3 separate regions of the Zea mays genome follow, and all the other regions are linked to region 2. Evidence: chromatin contacts called from public Hi-C data. All regions are on one chromosome and are shown on one strand. The core of a region is the stretch at or near the end of the contact, and the rest is flanking DNA. Distances in the headings are between cores, read along the strand shown.

Evidence for each region. A called contact is a pair of places that touch in the nucleus more often than the background predicts.
Region 1: a contact with region 2 is called in a Hi-C map of endosperm, with 3 times the contacts expected there. The contact joins the promoter of LOC103629429 here to the promoter of LOC100273426 in region 2. A contact is called at or near these places in 2 of 25 Hi-C or Micro-C datasets (ear and endosperm).
Region 3: a contact with region 2 is called in a Hi-C map of ear, with 4 times the contacts expected there. The contact joins the promoter of LOC100283074 here to the promoter of LOC100273426 in region 2. A contact is called at or near these places in 8 of 25 Hi-C or Micro-C datasets (bundle sheath, ear, endosperm and 4 more) and 1 of 3 datasets of contacts at active chromatin or transcription factors (leaf).

Annotation. Positions count from the first base shown.
Region 1 is chr6:74,743,247-74,746,234 of Zm-B73-REFERENCE-NAM-5.0, reverse strand. It overlaps LOC103629429 (alpha/beta-Hydrolases superfamily protein), which reads right to left and starts at 1,597. Exons shown (of 2, transcript XM_008650553.3): 1 at 183-1,597; 2 at 1-54. The coding sequence starts at 1,345.
Region 2 is chr6:74,945,451-74,948,561 of Zm-B73-REFERENCE-NAM-5.0, reverse strand. It overlaps LOC100273426, which reads right to left and starts at 1,501. Exons shown (of 1, transcript NM_001147863.2): 1 at 494-1,501. The coding sequence starts at 1,284. The coding sequence ends at 730.
Region 3 is chr6:74,715,543-74,718,242 of Zm-B73-REFERENCE-NAM-5.0, reverse strand. LOC100283074 (rad1-like protein) reads right to left here and starts at 1,426. Exons shown (of 7, transcript NM_001155976.2): 1 at 1,218-1,426; 2 at 1,034-1,123; 3 at 794-948; 4 at 278-398; 5 at 68-187. The coding sequence starts at 1,331.

The DNA.
Region 1 (2,988 bases), core at 348-2,847, 200 kb after region 2:
CACGCCGCGTTGTGCGTGTGGCACATGAACGCCTCGATCAGGAACGAGCGCACCCTGCACCACCGCGGCAGGACAGGAGCCATGAGTTCTCATGGTGCGTGCATGCAGTGTGCGTGTTTTTTCTTGCAGCGAAACGCAAACATGCACGAGCCACACGTGACGTGACACGCACGCGCACGTACCTGTTCCTGGTGACGATCCTGAAGAGGCGGTCCCAGACGCGGTGGTGCCGGCAGATGGCGAGGCATATGGTGCGGCTCACGTGCTCGTACCAGCACGCCACGGACGCCCCGAACGCGATCGGTGGCCACACCCGCCGCGGCGCCACGCGCCGCATCACGTACTGCGCCGCCGACTCGGCCTCCGACTCCGGCACCGGGAAGTATGGCGGAGCGAGGAGGGTGAGCGACTTGACGGCGGCGGGGTACTTGACGGCGAGGGCGAGCGCGAGGACGGAGCCGAGCGAGTGCGCCACCACGTGGAAGGAGCCGAGGCGGTAGCGCCGCAGCACGGAGCGCTCGATCATCTCCACGTGCTCGCGCAGCGTGTACAGCGATTCGGCCGGCTTGGGGCTGCGCCCGAACCCCAGCAGGTCCACGGCGAACATCCGATACCGGGACCGCGCGGCGGGGCTGAAGGCCGGGAACACCGTCTCCGTCCAGAACGCGGACGACGAGATGAAGCCGTGGATGAACACCACGTCCTCCGTCTCCACTGCCATCGGCATCGCCGGCGGCGCCTGGACGTGCACGTAGAGGTGGGACAACGACGCGGGGGACGTCCCGCTCCAGGCGTGGCACACCTTGCAGTCGCAGTCAGACCAGCACGGCGCCTGCCGCGGCGCGCGGTCCGTCTTCTCGCGGATCAGTGCCGCGATGGCGGCGGGGCTCACGGTGAGCGCAGGGGCGACGCCGTCGCCGCCGGCTCGGGTGGCGTCGGCCAGCAGCGACGGCCGCGCGTACAGCGTGTCCGACACGTCCTCCAGCTGCAAGTGCAACCTGGCGGGCGACGCCGCCGACAGCCGCACCACCTTGGGCTTGGGGGGCAGCTGCTGCGCCACGCGCGGGTCCGCCGCCGCGGAGCAGTAGCACGGCCTCCACTCCGCCTCCGCCGCGTAGTCCGCCAGCTTGTACGCCAGGCACAGCACCACGTCCAGCACGTCCAGCGCCGAGAACACCACGAAGCTCACCGCGCAGTTGAGCGCGCGCCCGGCAACGCCCAGCGCCGCCGCCGCCGCGGCCCTCGCACCCCACTCGCCGCCACCACCTCCACCAGCAACTCGAGCTCCCCCCATGCCGCCGGCCGGCGCCGCCTTCTCTTGCCACACGCAGGTCGCGATGTGCATTGCTCGATCGCCCGCGCGCTAGCTCCCCGGCTAGTCGGAGCAAGCAAGCAGATGCCTTTTTGTGAGAAGAGAGGGGTAACGGAGTGATGGCTGATCAGGCAGCCGCCGGGTTTATCGCGGAAGAGGAAACGCGCGCATTAAAGCGCGGTTGGAGGCGGGCGTTGTGGTGTGCGGGAGTCGGGGCTTGGATGCTTGGGTTTAAATACTCGGACGGACTCCCACAGTCCCACTGTACATGTGTGCGCGCGACTCTCCGAGCTCGCCGCGCCTGGCCTGTGGCCTCCGTTGGCTTCGCTGCTTGAGGGGCGGCGGCGGCTGCCAGCTCACAGGCCCACCGCGGCACCGCCACCACCTGAAAGCTACATACGCGTTTGCGCCCACCGGCATCTCAGTTGCGTTTTTCTTTTTCGCTCGCTGAGTCAGGACGAGGATTAACGGTCGCTCATCATTTGGGTTTACAGGTCTAAATTATTAAAATACTGTCCAAATTTATACTAATATAACATACTATACATCACATGTGTAACTCTAATACTCCATAGTTTGTTAATAGACTATATATCACATGTGATGGACTATCTTATGTCGTATTAGACTAACTTATGTCATTTATCTAACTTATGTCACACACCGACAGTAGCACACCACCAAATTGAGCCAAGTTAATGTAGAGCTAGGCGTGCCAAAGTGTCGTCACTGTCGGCGCGGCGGTGCGCGTCAAGCAAATCTGCGCACTCCCGAGGTCGGATCGTGCGGATCCGCCCGGCTGCGCCTTACAGTGTACCTAGAATTTCGCCTTAAAAATAGAGATTGTATTAGAACTGTAAATAAACTTTGCTACTAAACAGGCCCGTATCTGATCCTTGTTGTATGGAATCACCCACCTATATATATATTGTCTAGTAACTCGGCAGCCACACACCGTCCATCATCCCTCCTCCTATCCTATACGAAGGATATGAATCTTTGCCTGCCTTGCTTCATGTGTTTCAGCTGTACAAAACTGGCATTCTTCATCGTGACGAGCTAGAGAGCGAGGGCAGCTCGTTGGCGTCCAAAGATCGAATTCCAGATGTCCAGCTCCATATATCAGTCGTCGTCCAAGTATTGTTACTGCACACATGGGATTGGAATGGAACCATCAATCCACCGCTCGCTCATCATCGATCAAGAAGAAGAGAAGTAGTATGCATGTGAAACAGTACATGCATACTGCAGGCTAGACAGCAACTGCTGAGCAACAAGCAGGAGGGCTGTGGATGACACGTCTTCAGCATGGGGCGGCCGCGGCCGACTGTTCTCCAGCCAACGCCGATGGGTCCAAAGACGTACACCGACCGACCGACCGACCTGCTGGGTCGACGAACGACCGCCGCCATCTCTGGACTCGACCCTACCTATCGTGGATTCGTGGGGGGTCGACGAAGACTGAATAGCTAGCGTGTGGTCGGCCGGACGGAACCGGACAACGATCAGACATCCCTATGGATCGTTGTTGTTGCGTCGAGCCGTCGACAGCAGCAGCATGGGAGCTCCACCGTCTCGTCCCTGCTGCTGACTTGCTTGAGAGAGCCTGAAGCCCATGAACAGATTAATCGCATGAGAGCGAGCACGCAATCTCCCTGTCAGATTTAATTCCATTG
Region 2 (3,111 bases), core at 252-2,751:
TAACCCTAATCATCCATCTGATCATCTAATATTTTTTTTTGCTAAAATCTAAATTATGTTGTTTTTTTGCTAAACTTTGATTTGTTTGGTTAGAACCGAAATCAAATGTTTCAGTTCTGTCTGTCCTAGATGCATATTTCAGTTCTAGTTTTATAGGAATCGATTTTTCTAAAAAAAATCGAATTGAATGTCCATGTCTAATTACACATATACTATTATTATGTAATAGCCAAATTTATAATCATAAAGAGTTGTTTAGTTTCTTAGGTCATGTTTAGAAGTAATCCGGTTTTTTTTGAAACGTGTTTTTATTTATTAGCTAAGAGGAGATATTAGTTTCTTCGAATCCAATTTCTATAAACTGAAATTGTGACTAAAATATAAAATCGAAAGCCATATCACATAAAATATGAATGAAAATCACGATAATCTTGCAAAGTAGTCTTTAATTACAGCTTTTGTAAAACGAGCACGGTGGTCGAGGCCCCTGGATGATAAGAACTCTTTGTCGTGTCGTTTGGGTCAAAAACTCAAAACCCTGCAATTGTGTTTGTCGATGGAAGTCTACGTGGGAATCAATCAAGGCATCAAGCTACGGAATGGAACTGAGTGAGCTTGCAAGTACAAACAGGCTACGCCGCCGCGCGCGCTGCGGCGACCGTCTGGAGCTCTATAAACAGTCGCGTGAGGCAAACAAACACACAAGCACACGGCGGGCGGCCTACACGGCTACGTCGAGGAGCCGACGGGCACGGCGTCGAAGAGCTTGGCGAAGTAGAACTGCGTGGAGATGAAGCCGCGGTTGGCGACGCGCCAGCCGGCCTGGCGGAGCGCGTCCTCGATGTCGGCCTCGGCGTGCAGGTAGGCGCGCGTGGCCTTTGACGGGCCCGGGAACAGCTCGCCCACGCGCTTGAGGAAGTCGAAGTAGAGCGTCCTGGGCGCGAAGCTGATGAGCAGCCGCTTGTCCGCCAGCGACGCGAGGTGGCGGATCATGGCGCGCGCCTCCTCCCGCGGGTAGTGGATGAGCACGTCCAGGCACACCACCACGTCGTACCGCCCCTCCAGGCTCTCCAGGTCGCGGACCTCGAACCGCGGCATCCGGAACGACGACGACGACGACTGCGCCGCCGCCTGCCGCTGCGCCTCCGACACCATGGCCGCCGAGATGTCGGAGGCCAGGACGTCGGCGCCCGCCGCCGCGAGCGGGATGGCCAGCGACCCCGTCCCGCAGCCGGCGTCGCACACGGTGGCGCCCGCCAGCTCCAGCGGGGAATCGCGGAGCATGGCCAGCGCCGCCGCCACCGTCTGCGCGTGGCCCTCGCGGATGTCAAGCTGCACGCGGTTCACGCCCTCCGTTGCCGACCCGTAGATCTTGCGCCACCGCTCGAACCCCGTCGAGTTGAAGTAGGCGCGGACGGCCTCCTTGTCCCCGCCGCCGGCCGCCTCGGCCTGCGAGCGCCGCCGCCGCTCGGGGTCGGAAAGTGACACCGCCGCCGCCAGCGCGGCCGCCGCGGCGGCCGCGGCCGGGAGGGACAGCGCCGGGAAGTCCGCGGCCGGCGGCAGCGCCGCCGCGGTGGTGGCGGGCGCCTTGCGCTGGGGCCGGAGGAGGAGGGAGTGGGGCTGCGTGTTGTGGAGGAGGGAAGGACGTGGTGGGAGGAGGTGAGTGCGGGAGAGCGGCGCGGTAGAGACGCCGGCGCGCGCCATGGCCCGACCGGAGTGAACACCGAGCAGTGGGGTACTGAGGTGAGCCGACTTCGAGTGGTTCGCGGGCGATGGAGTTGGGATTTTGGGATAGGGTTTTTGCGGATTGCCCCTCAAAAATGTTTTTGGTCAAGAAAAAGCGTTCCCACTCCCACGGAACAGAGATTTGGCAAGCGCGGAGGAGGCACGTACGGCACAGAATAAAGAATCGAGCCCACGCGCGAAACGGAATCAGCCAGAAAAGAAACGGGCTGAAGGACGCGAGGCGAGGGGACTTGTACGAAATGGAATTGGGCCCATAAAAGAAATGGGCTGAAGAGTGGGAACCTGGTCAGCGCGGCATCGGGTGCCACCTGGTCACAGGACCCGAATCAGTGTAGGTATATGTGGCTCACTGTTAATTTTTTATGAGAATGGTCCCAATTTTGTTTGGTTTCAGCTACGCTGGGCGTGCTACGCGGGCCGTTCGCTCGGCACTTAGTAAGCATAAATCTCTTGCTATTTAAAATTGAATAGTAAGGATCTTTCTTCCTTATAAAGTTATAGGCCCCTTTCAATTATATTTATTGAGAACTACGTTACTATGGATCCACTCCTTTCCCCGTTAGTAGTAGAGGCACGAGAAGTCATAGAAGCCCGTTCCCTTTCCCAGCAGTCCACACACTCATAGAACACATGAGACACAATATGTAGTGTTGGACCTCTGGCCTCTTTATATCTGTATATTATAAGAGGGTGTACATGTTCCTTATATAGAGATGTGAGACCCCTCAGGAGCAAAGTCGGTATTTGCCTATATAACCCTAACTAGGGTTACTTAACACTCTCCCTTGGGCGAATATCGCGATCAACACATGCCTCGTTAAAACTCCCAAAAACCTAGTGGAAAAATATGGAGAAAGAGTACATGGTGACGCAAATTACATTTGCACTTTGTTGTCTCGTTAAAAACCTTATGTGAGAAACTTCAGAAAAACTCACCAAGGGAAAAAGAGTAACAGCTGCCATTAGGACAAATTTCGATCTTCAGGATCTGGATTCTATAGAATCTTCTATAAGGGCTAAATTTAGAAATGTGCTCCCCCTGATCCTTGTAAAACCGTATCAATATGGCAAAACAACTTCTTCTAGAAGTATATACACCTAGAGATTGTCACAATCGGTTTTGGGGACAAAACCGAATGCATAGCATATGTGTGCCAGGATCCATTTTCTACACATATGTTGATGGCACAAGTGTATATGTATCAAAAGATAATGCAATAAAAGCGTAAAAGGGAGTAGAGTAACTTTATTACATCATCTAGATCATAATACCTTAACAAGTATCATTATCAAAGTACGACAGAATTAAACATGGACACTCTTCCACAGGAAGGTGACTGGCGCATCGTTAGACTCAATATTCAT
Region 3 (2,700 bases), core at 177-2,676, 230 kb after region 2:
ACAGTGAGTCATAGGCACAGCTGGGAGCTAAATGAACATATATAACAGCCAAACCTGTAAAACGGACCTGCAAGTCGCCATGACCTTCGCCTTTCAGTATAACCGTTGGAGGATCTGGTTGCATTCGAATCTGGATGCTGGAACCTGGCCATTCGAGGTCGTCGATCGTTTCTTTCAGGACGGCGGACTGGAATTTCAGGCAGCGAATCATATTATTCATCGTGAACTAAAATAACATAGTGCCAACAAATATACAGGGCGCGTCGAGACAGACTACCTTGACGGTAAAACTGACTGGACTATTCCCAGCATGCTCAAAATGGTAATCCCAGGAGACTGTGTCTGGAATTCTGGTTCTGATTTCTGCGTACAGGCATGCATCAGCAGAGCCCACAGACCTGCATTGACATGACAAGAGTCCCTCGAATGAGAATTTTTTATTCTTCTAAATGCTTTGAACTGCTTAGGTTACATATATCTTTGTATCCAATTAAACATCTCAAAGGTTAATAGAGAAGTGTTTCTTTAGTATAGACCAAGGGTCATATGATGTTGAGAAGTATGAGTTACAGCCGCATGAGTTTCAGCGGTTGCTCTAAACAAACAAACATTCTTAGATTCAGTTACATGCATAGAGAACCAGCTATTATCAGCCAATTATTAAAAAAAAACAAATGTGTCCATGTGACCTCTTCTCCCCACCCTAAATGGGACCAGGCCGGGACCCCACATGCACAAGACAAGAATCTTGATAGATTATAGGCACCAGCGCGCAGAGAGCATGCATACATACTTGAGGAGAAGCTGCATGTCGGGGCCAGGGTAACGGATCTCGACGGCGGACGCGTGGCCTGGCGATGAGAAGATGTTGAGGCAGTCGACGAAGAGACCCAGGCTGAGGCCGAACCGCTGCCTCCCGTCCCCCGCATAGTCGTACTCTACGAACAGCTGAGAGATTCCCGAACATGTCAGAGGTCGGGGCGCCCAGGCATAAATACAAACAGCTGACGCGCAGACAGAGGCAGCGGCGCACCTCGCGCTTGAGGAAGACCTTGGCCTGGAGACAACCGCTCTCCTCTACGGAGAGAACGATCCCGTGCTCCGACAGCTCCATCACCGCGTCCTACGCCACGGGAAATCCGGGGCTCGGGATTAGGATTTGGGAGCCGAGCCGGGGCGGGGCGGGAGGCGGTCCAGCGATAGATTCACGGACGGACCTGGTGGCGCTTCCAGCGGACCGAGGAGAGCGCGTCCACCATGCCGTGGACGCAGTCGATCTGGCAGACGAGGTCCGGCGCGTCGTCGTCGCGGCCGGGCGTCGACGAGCTCATCGCTGCTCACAGGTGGCCTGCTGGCGGGTGTTGCGTTTGGCGTTTGAGGTTTGCTTTGCGCGCGCCCTCCCCAGAATCCGAAGAGAATAACGACGTCTCTCGCGGGAACTAACCGGGAAGTTCGCCTCATTTTGATGGACAAGTTGTTCGTTTCGCTGGAATGAGGGGGTGTAATATATCTGGCTTTGATTTCTTCAATAATTACTATAAATTTTGGAGATTTGAAATTAATTCTGGTCTGTTTTAGCAGAAACGAATGGGCCCTTAAGTCGTTGACGCGGATGGGAACGCGCACGGCCCACTGGGCTTTGGGCTGAAGGGTTGTGCGGTTTGCTATCAGTGGTCCGATATTAGTGGGTTTTAGTAGTGGACCTAAAAAGAAATATATATGGTAGCGGTTTTTAAAACGAAAATGTCCATTTTATCTATGTCCTCTAGGGCGAACTAGTACTACCAATGGATAGGCCCGTTTTTTCTTAGACAAACATAAAAGTCTCTTCTGGTATACTAAGGGGGTGTTTGATTTTCTGATATTTAATTACTCTATTTAGTGCCTAAATTGCTAAAACAATGACTATAATCCCTCTTTTAGTCTATGTTTTTGCTAATTTAGGGAAGAGATTAAAAATTAGTCTCTAGAAACCAAACATCCCATTAGACAAACTACTCATGTTACCCACTTTTGATCTCTTTCTTTACTTTTATGATTTATTCCTTTATTAGAAAAAGTAGCTTTCTTTATTTGTAGTGGAGTATCTTTTCATAATGATTATTTTTCAAAGAACTTACTTCCTAGATTTTGAGAAGCCGGGACATTGCCGGCTAGGGGAAGAGGACATTTGATCAAGACAAATAACAATTAGTCATGATTAGGGACAAAGCTCAACTAGTGTATGTAATGTTTGACTCGATCGTTATTCTCTTCGGATTATGGGGAGGGCGGTCAACCGACCTCATGGTGCAGGAAACAAAGGAACCAATGGCGATGTCTGCATTTATTGAAAAAATGTTTCAATGCATAGATAGTATATACGTTTTGCATAGAAGATATGAACTCGAACAATATTTATTCCTTTATAAAAAGGATTATTTCTACAACAATTTGCATGACAGATTGTGCTAATAAAGCCTTAATGAATAACTAGCAACGGGAATAATGTCTATCCGCTTCATATAAATGTGACTAGTGAATGGACAAAAAGTTCATAAACCCTAACAAAATTAATAAATGTGGGTGTTCATGTGTTGGAAATTTTTTTAAAACTCTATTGGACTGAAATTGCATTGATTAAGTTCCCTGCTAATGTGATCCATATGACATATAGCTGTCTGAATGTGAATATATACCATAAACCCTAACCATAGATAA